Linked DNA regions of Macaca mulatta: region 1 is linked to region 2. A link is a contact called in public Hi-C data. All regions are on one chromosome and are shown on one strand. Each heading gives the region's core, a stretch centred on a gene start, on an enhancer-like site or on the middle of the called end of the contact. The rest is flanking DNA. Distances are from core to core; before and after follow the strand shown.

Region 1 (4,673 bases), core at 1,568-4,067, 430 kb before region 2:
TTTGTTTTTGTTTTTTGAGACAGGGTCTGCCTCTGTCCCCTAGGCTGGAGTGCAGTGGTATGATCTCGGCTCACTGCAACCTCCGCCTTCTGGGCTCACGCGATTCTCCCACCTCAGCCTCCCAAGTAGCTGGGATTACAGGCATGCGCCACCATGCCTGGCTAATTTTGGTATTTTAGGAGACACCAGGTTTCATTGGCCAGGCTGGTCTTGAACTCCTGACCTCAAATGATCCTCCCACTTTGGCCTCCCAAAGTGCTGGGATTACAGGCATGAGCCACTGTGCCCAGCCCCACGGACTTTTGAACATGAGATGGACAAGAGCTGCCAACCAGCAACTGTTATATAAGACAAACTAAAGCAAAGGGATCTGTTAACAGAACCACAAAACTATTCAGGCCAGAAAATCAAGAGCTTGAAAGTGCTAACTATAAGGCAGTGTGGTCAGGTCAAGGTGGGGTTGACTATAACAAGCTGCAAAAGATTTAACTGCTTTGTGTGTCAGTCTGAACTTCATCACCACCATAGTATCTAACACTGAGGGAGGTTAGTTTCAGGATTTAAAAAAAATACAAGAAATAAGAGCACAGGATGTACATAGTTCTCCTTTTTGCCGCATAAATAGCATGTGGTAAACATTAAAAAGAGTAAATACAGGCTGAAACACAGTCAGCCAAACCTCACAATTTCAGTGTTTTATTTACTACTGAATGATGGACTGTGGCTTAACTCCAGTGTCCCTAATTTAAAAATACTAGTTGACTCCTTCTCCCCAATAAAAATCATCAAGTTGTACTTACATCTCTTATGTCACACATCTGGGTCCAGGTGAAGACTTGGTGTGAGGGTGGATAAACAGTGTAATGCTTTCTTTCTTCTGCAACAAATCCCATTAGCTGATTTAAAGATAAACTAGACTTAAAATCAGATTCTCACTGGAGGCCATAAGAATTAAACAAGAAAGCTTCTAGTGCAAGTTATTTGGAACATCATTAGTTCTTTGTCGTGTTTTATGTCCAAATTCTTTTAAAAAAACAACCAACAAGGCCGGGCGCGGTGGCTCAAGCCTGTAATCCCAGCACTTTGCGAGGCCGAGACGAGCGGATCACGAGGTCAGGAGATCAAGACCATCCGGGCTAACACGGTGAAACCCCATCTCTACTAAAAATACAAAAAATTAGCCGGGCGAGGTGGCGGGCGCCTGTAGTCCCAGCTACTCGGGAGGCTGAGGCAGGAGAATGGCGTAAACCCGGGAGGCGGAGCTTGCAGTGAGCTGAGATCAGGCCACTGTACTCCAGCCTGGGTGACAGAGCGAGACTCCGTCTCAAAAATAAAAAAACAAAAAAAAACCATCACCAACAAAAACAGTGCCTGCCTGCCCCCCGCTCCCCCAAGTGGTTCAATCAGGCCAATTCCCTGCCTTTTTTTCTGGGCTGGGTCCTAACAGTGCCACTCCTCCCGGCTTTTTAAAGTTCAAGCCAGGTTTCATTCAGGATGGTTGGTGGTTTTACTATGCCAGCCTTTCCTGGACAATAGACTATGTGACTTAAATGAATCCATGATACCATCTCACGGGTCGTTAGCAACTTTAACCAATATAAAGGTGCAGACTGAAACATCATGGCTTTCTTTTACCCCCTTTGTGAGTAAAGGACGTTGAAGGGAGTACAACCTAAGCCTATGGAAACATGAACTTCGCCGGCCGCAGTAACAAGACAAAGGGCCGGAAGCCTCCACATTTACCCTTATGGAAGATGCATTTCCATATTTACCTTGATAAAATACGGTTTTCCGAACTCCCCGCTGAGGTGCTTCTTCCAGCTCTCCCCAAAGCCCACGGGCACGTTGCGGGCCGCAAGTCTGAGCAGGGCCGCGGCCTTGTTCCTCTGGATCCGGTCCAACTGCTCAGCACTCAGCGGCGAGGAGGGCGGCGTCCCGGGCTCCTCCTGCGCGGCCGGGGCCTTCTTGGGGGGGTTGGCCTGCAAGGGGTCCCCGCAGAGGCGGCTCAAGAGCTGCAGAGGCCGCTTCCCAGGAGTCCGCAGCTTCTGGCCCAACCCCCACGGCCCAAGGCAGAAGACGCCCATTAGTGGAGCAGGTCGCAGCAAAATCGGACAATAGGAGCCCAGGACTGGGCCCAGTCCGGGAATTGGGAATTAGATTCTAAACCGGAGCGGGGAGTGGGGCTGGGAAGCGGCCCCGCGGAGCATCAAGGAGACTGCGGACCCAGTACCGAGGTGCCCCGCCCCGCCAGACCCGCCCCCCACAGCCCCACGTGGCCTTTTCGCGGCAAAAAAACTCCCTCTGGGGTCCCGCCCCCTCTCCCCTCTGACTGGACAGCGCACCGAGCCAGGCGGGCCTGCGGCGCGCGGATTGGCACCATGGGCGCCGAGGCGCGTCCCCATTGGCTGATCCCTCAGCATGGCGGCCCATGGGGGACAGCGGCGGCTGTTTTGAACACGTGGAGGCTATTTGGAAAGCGGGGCCCCGGTTTACCGAGTTAAGAGGCGCGCTGCTGCACGCCCTCAGTCAGGCGGGACCCACCGCCTTCCTCCCTCTTTACCCCCCCAAGTCCCGGCCCCACGCCGCGCCTCACCGCCGCATCTCTGTTCTCCTCAGGCACGGCCGCCACGCCAGTCCCCAGGACGGCCGGCTCGGGGCTGGGGGCGCGTCGCTTCCTGGCGGGGCTAGGGGAGAAGAAGGAGTAGAGCGTCTTCTGGCCGATCATCCCGGAGCCGAGGCAGCGAACGCGCACCACCCGGGAACCTGCGAGGCTGGCCCTGGCTGTGGCGGTCAGCAATTGGCGCCAAGCGGCCCGCGCATGCTCCGAGCGGGGGGCTTTGCTGGGGGCGGGGGGCGGGGGGCGGTGGAAGGCCCAGTGCGCATGTGCGGGAGGGGCTGGAGTGCAATGCCCCTGGGAGGAGGTGGGGCGTGCAACGGTGCCCGCGGGCCTATTCATTCATGCCCTCGACCCACCTCTGCCCTTTGGAAAGGCTCTCCAGGCTCAGCTGCAAGACGAAAAGACTGGCCGGCCGCGGTGGCCCACGCCTGTAATCCTAGCGCTTTGGGAGGCTCAGGCGGGAGGATCGCTTGAGGCCAGAAGGTTGGAGCTGTAGTGAGCTTTGATCGCGCCATTGCACTCCAGCCTGGGCGACAGAGCGAGACCCTGTCTCTGGGGATAGGAGGGAAAAAAAGTACCTGGCCCTTAAGGGTGTTGTTGGAGTGCAATGAACAATATAATAGTATTGTCCGGGCTTGACGGCTCACGTCTGTAATCCCAGCACTGTAATCCGAGGCGTCTCAAAAACAGAAACAAACAAATACTATTATATTTTTTGTGTGTGTTTTGTTTTTGAGACAGTCTCGCTCTGTCACCCAGGCTGGAGTGCAGTGGTGTGATCTTGGCTGACTGCAACCTCTGCCTCCCCAATTCAAGTGATTCTCGTGCCTCAGCCTCCCCAGTAGCTGAGATTACAGGCGCACGCCGGCTGAGTTTTGTATTTTTTAGTAGAGACAGGGTTTCACCATGTTGGCCAGTCTGGTCTCAAACTCCTGACCTCAGATGATCTGCCCACCTCGGCCTCCCGAAGTGCTGGGATTACAGGCGTGAGCCACGATGCCCTGCCAATAGTATTTGTTGAACTGTTACATACATTATCTCACGCAATTTTCATGGCCTATTTTATGACAATAAACTAAGGCTTAGCACAAACATTTTGCCTAATGTATCAGGCTTGTGGGAGACTTTCGAGTCACAGAGGTTAAACCCCAATGATTTGTCCTCCAAATGACACCACTGTACAGCACCTCCTCCCCACCACTACTAATATGCTTAGGATTCTCTTTCCTTCCCTTACATCCAAACCATCCATATCTCCTTTTGGTTCTTTCTCCAAAGAAAATCTCAAATTCAACTGCTGCTCTTGCATTTCCTGGCTACAGAAGACCAGATGGGAAGCTGGTGTTCTCTTTTCTAGAGAGAGATTTTTACATCATGACAATACTCTGGGCCTGGCCCAGCTCGGTGGCTCACGCCTGTAATCCCAGCACTTTGGGAAGCCTACAGGGGCTTATTGCTTGAGCACAGGAGTTTGAGACCAGCCTGGCAAACATGGTGAAACCCCGTCTCTACTAAAAATACAAAAATTAGCCAGGCGTGGTGGCACGCACTTGCAATCCCAGCTACTCGGGAGGCTGAGGCAGGAGAATCACTTGAACCCAGGAGGCGGAAGTTGCAGTGAGCTGAGATCGTGTCACTGCACTCCAGCCTGGGCGACAGAGCAAGACCCTGTCTAAAAACAAAAAAAGGAAAAAGAAAAAAAGGCAATCCTCGGGTTAAAACCCTTCTACGGTTTTCAAATAGGCTTAGAATAAACCCCAGCTTCCTACCCAGGTCTCAATGCTGCTTCCTCTCCGGCGGAAGCCCCCACTACTGAGTTCAGCTCCCAGCACATTTGCTGGACACACCCAACTTGTCCCTCTGTGGCCTGTACACTCTTGCACTCACCATCCCCTTGCCTGGAAAGCCTCAGGTCTCCGCTCAAGATCTTTCTCTGAAAAGGTCTTCTCCTCCTGCCCCACTTCCTAGCCCATCGCTCTATAACTGCTATACTATACAAAAGCATCGTATTTATTTATTCTTTTTATACAGTTTCTTTAGAGACAGCATTTTATTT
Region 2 (4,750 bases), core at 1,033-3,532:
GTCGTTACTGTGGTAATTGGCCTAGGTATAAACCAGAGCTTTCACACATATGATATCTTGGGTGTAAATTAGTTAGTATTAATTAATTGGGTACAGTGCTGAATTAATTTGAAGACAAGACTCCTTCTAAGAAATTCTGATGTTCAGACCTAGAAATATATATGAGGTCATAGTGGTCATATTAACAGCAAGAAAAGTCATCATGAAAATATGGTAGGCTCCTTTTTTTTTAATTTTGCCATGCGCTATTCTAAGCCTTTATGTGCATGATTATATTTAGTTATCGTATCAGCACAGTAAGCCATGAGCATGGCCTATTTTACAACTTAGGAAACAGGCTCAGAGAGTGACAGTTTTGTCAAGGGTCACACAGCTGTTAAAAGGCCCAGCCAGACCCAGATCTGTCTAGCTCCAAAGAAAGCCCCATGCTCTTCTCCCTCATTGCAGTATTTCCTAGTAGGGTAGTGTTTTGGGGCATGCAAAATGTTTGAGCTCATTTAACCCTTCTAGTAACCCCTGAGTAAGCACAGCTGTCCCCAGTATCAAGGAAATTCAGGCTCCCGGAAGTGAAATCCCTCCTTAATGCTGACATGACCAATTAGTGTCCCAGCTCTGACAGGAGCCTGTGTCTTCTGACACCCAGACCAGCATCCCATATTACATACAAAAGGGCCAAACATGTACCAAGTGGTGCTTCTGTTTGTTGTTGTCCCTGAGCTGCAGGAACATCAGTCCAAACCTGCAAGCCGTCACCCGAAGTAGCAGACAACCCTGAAGAGGGCAGAGAGCCACATCATGACAGTCCTGTGAGCAGGGCCTGTGGGCGCCAGCCAGAGCACATGTATGCTGGTGTGGAAAGACCTGCAGACCGCCCCCAAGCCCCCAGCTCTTTCCACAGTCCACTGTAGAGAACACCATCCCCTCTTTACCAGTGGATGCAAGAATTCAATTGTCTTCTCGTTTCATATCAGAGACTTTTTCACTCAACTTTCTTCTCACATTGCAGTCCTTGTGCTTACAGTATTATTAGCTTTTTCACTCTGATGCTTTTTCCCTAGCAGCTCCTGAGCCAGCTTCTTTATGGCATTGTTTAAATGCTGCATGCACTTTTTAGAAAATTGTTCTACACATCTGTGTTTTTTATTTTGAGACTGGATATTCAATTTCTCCTTATTTTCTTCTCTACTTTCACCTAAGTCTTGTTCATCCTTAGAGGTCACCTCCTCAGGGAGCCCTCCTTGGTGAACCAAGCTTGCTTAGCAGGAAGCTTATTTCATAGTAGTGCGGTTGGCTTATGCCAGCACAGCACTGGTTGCACTGTATGGCTCCTAGTGAATATACAGGCAATAATAACAACTAACACCCAGTGTCTGCCTTACGCCAGGCATTCTTCTAAATGTGTCAGTTTCATGTCACCATGTTAGTCTTCAAATCGCCTCACAGAGGGCAGGTTCAATATTAAGTCCTGGAAAGGTTAGGTGAATGTCCCCAAGGTCACACCACTGATATGTGACTGAATCAGGAATTCAGTCACATCAGTCTGGCCAGAGCCCATCATCTCAGCCCTGCTGTGTACTGTCTCTGCATTCTGGAGGCACTATGTGTGTGTCTGGCTCTGTGCTGAGGGTTAATTCCTTAAATCTCTTAGCACACTTCTCAGGCATAGGTACTAATGTTTTCTCTATGCAGTGATGTTTGCCAGGATCATCACAGTAAGTAGCCCAGGCAGGATTTGAACCAGACTCTGCCTGACTCTGGTGCTCACTCTCTAACCCTCTGTATCACACCACTTGGATTTGTTGTCTTTGATTTTCAGTCTGATAGAAGTCTCTGCTTTCTGTTAGACCATCAACTTCTCAAGAGCAGGGCCTGTATTTAGTTACCCAGTACTAGATGGGTTACAAGAAAATTTATTGTAACTCATTAAACGTGTTACAAGAAAGAGTTAACCAAGGTAGTAAAATGGGTTAAGTGCTTGTCTTATGTGCATAAACCCAGCCGAGGGAACCATTAAACCAGCTGGAGGTGAGGTAAAGAAGGAACACACAAAGTTTCCTTATTTTAAAAATTAAATGTTTTGCTTCATCATTAAAATTTTCTTTTAATCCAGGAAAAGATGATGGGGAGAAGCTAGAGAAAGGAAAAGGTTGAGTCCCCATTATGAGCTCTGCTTCTGCCCTCATATTTTAAGGTTGGAAATGCTGATTATAACCAAAGCCTCCCATCACTCCACATCTCATTAGTGATTTGGAGAACGCACTGGCTGTGCTCAGAGTTAGACACAGAAGCGTTTTCAGTCCTTGCGAGGAAACCCAGCAGGCCATGGTTGGGGTGCCATCTGGAGATCGAAGGTGGTATTACCACTCTGTCAGTTCTAAGTGGGGTCACAGTGCATCTTGCAAAATGCATTTCCTGTTGAGTCACTAAAGTCCCATTTCATAATTGTTTTTCTGTCGACTTCATGCTTTGATCAAATTAATAGTCACTGTTTTCTGTGTGTTCTGTTCAAAATGTCAGTCCTGCTTTATATTCAAATAGTCAAGTTCAATGTGGAGTTGTTTCACTAATCATAAATTCTTGAACAAAAATAGTGCATATCAGGATGAAAGCTGACATGCAGTGCTGGAGGAGAGCAGATGCCCACATTCTCCACAGGGGAAAGAGGCCTGGGTCAAGGTCTGTTCCGCAGAGGATCCTTTTCCTTCTATGCTTGTTCACACCTGCCTTGCTTAAAATTTGCTGAATGATGGTGGGGCTTTGGGGAAATTAGGTGATGTTCTAAACTTGGGCCCTCAAAATGCAGGTTTATTTTTGCCATGATTTGCATAAGGGGTTATATTTAGTCTGGGCAGAATTGAGCTGTAAAAATGAACAAATCACTCAACTCATGACCTTTTCCCACTCTTCAGAATGGCAAACTTTTCTCATTTTTTTGCAGGACAGTTGAACTGAGCTGAACCCTAAACACTCATCCAGTCTAGATCTCTGCCTTCCACTAAGCAATTGAAAACAGACAATTGTTTGTCCCTTCTTTAAAGTTCCCACAAAGGAAAATTCTGTTTCTCACGTGTTCTAGTGTTGAACATGATTTTTCACTGACAAGTTCTTAAATTTTTCATGAGCTAGTTCCTCAAAATAATTTTCTGATGGTAAATTTACTTGTTTTAATCTTCATGTAGAAGATAATGATTTTAAACGTTAGCTTTTTCATAAGCTTAAATACTATTTAATATCTGGTCTTCTGTAGGGTTCTTGATGCTACTCAGCTTACCTGTAACTCAGCCCTTTTCTTAGAGGTTGTTTGTTTCTTAACCCTTTGAAACCTTTCTCTTCCATTGTTAAACGTAAAGTCTTTCATTCCTTCCACTCATACTTTCCCTGTCCCTTTCTCCCCCTGTGCCCAGGCATGTCCTCAGTTAAGATATGGCGAGTCTTCTGCATGTCTTCACCAGTCAAGAGGATTTTTTTAAGTCACAAGTTTTATTGAGATATAATTCACATATAATTCACTCATTTAAAATGTACAATTCACTGATTTTTAGAATATTCACAACCATCACCACAGGCAATTATAGAAAATTTTCATCACCTCAAATAGAAACCCAAATCCTTTAGCTATCACCCCTCTACCTGTCTCCCTCCACACTCCCCAACACTAAGCAACCACTATTCTACTTTCTGTCTTCATGGATTTGCCTCTGCTGGACATTTCACATACGTGGAATCCTGCAATATGCGGTCTTCTATGTCTGGCTGCTTTCACTTTGCACAATGTTTTTAGAGTTTGCTCATGTTGTAGCATGTATCAATACTTCATTCTTTTTTATGGCCAAATAATATTCCAGTGTATGAATATGTCACATTTTGTTTAGCCATTTATCAATAGATGGATATTTGGGTTGTTTCCACCTTTGGGCTGTTACAAATAATGCTTCCATGAACATTCTTGTACAAGTTTTTGCATGGACACATAGTTTCCATACTCTTGGGTATATCCCTAGGAGTGGAATTACTGGGTCATATGATAACTCTGTTTAATCATTTGAGGAACTGCCAAGCTGTTTTCCAAAGTCTGCCACCAAATGGTGGCTGTACCATTTTACATTCTCACCAGCCATGTACACAGGCTCTGATTTTTTCACATGCTTATAAACACTTGTTATCTTTTTGTTTCTAATGGGCATGAAAAGAGAGCTTGTGGTTTTGATTTGCATTTCTGTAATAACTAATAATGCCAAACATCTTTTCATGTGCTTTTTCTCCATTTATATGTCTTCCTTAAATGTCTATTTAGATGACTGGCCTGTTTTTAAATTGGATTATTTGTCCTTTGATTGAATTCTGAGAGTTCTTTATATATTCTTGCTATAGGTCTCTTATCAAATGTATGATTTGCAAGTTATTTTCTCCCATTCTGTGGATTGTTTTTTCACTTTCTTGATAGTGTCCTTTGAAGCACAAAAGCTTTTAATTTTGATGAGGTCTAATTTATTTTTTTCTTTTGTAATCTTTTCTATAATACATGTTATAAAAATATTAAGTGTATTTTTATTTTCCAAGTGTAAAATTATAGAAAATATGTTTTAAGGCCGGGCGCGGTGGCTCACGCCTGTAATCCCAGCACCTTTGGGAGACTAAGATGGGCATATCATGAGGTCAGGAGATTGAGACGATCCTGGCCAACACGGTGAAACCCCGTCTCTACTAAAAATACAAAAAATTAGCCGGGCGTGTTGGCAGACACCTGTGG

Evidence for each region. Hi-C and Micro-C count contacts between places; a contact is called where the count stands out from the background.
Region 1: a contact with region 2 is called in a Hi-C map of fetal cortex germinal zone, with 4 times the contacts expected there. The contact joins the promoter of UNG here to the enhancer-like site in region 2. A contact is called at or near these places in 2 of 14 Hi-C or Micro-C datasets (fetal cortex germinal zone and liver).

What each region holds. Positions count from the first base shown.
Region 1 is chr11:116,229,707-116,234,379 of T2T-MMU8v2.0, reverse strand. It overlaps UNG (uracil DNA glycosylase), which reads right to left and starts at 2,817. Exons shown (of 6, transcript XM_015152724.3): 1 at 2,594-2,817; 2 at 1,773-1,979. The coding sequence starts at 2,725.
Region 2 is chr11:115,798,808-115,803,557 of T2T-MMU8v2.0, reverse strand. The region is part of intron 3 of CORO1C (coronin 1C); the gene reads left to right. Among named protein-coding and RNA genes, the nearest start is that of SELPLG, 31 kb to the right of the region's middle. Within about 2 kb of position 2,282, at least 5 of the 40 cell types and tissues checked have an H3K27ac peak or open chromatin away from gene starts, as enhancers often do. A contact at or near this core is called in fetal cortex germinal zone, where this site is marked.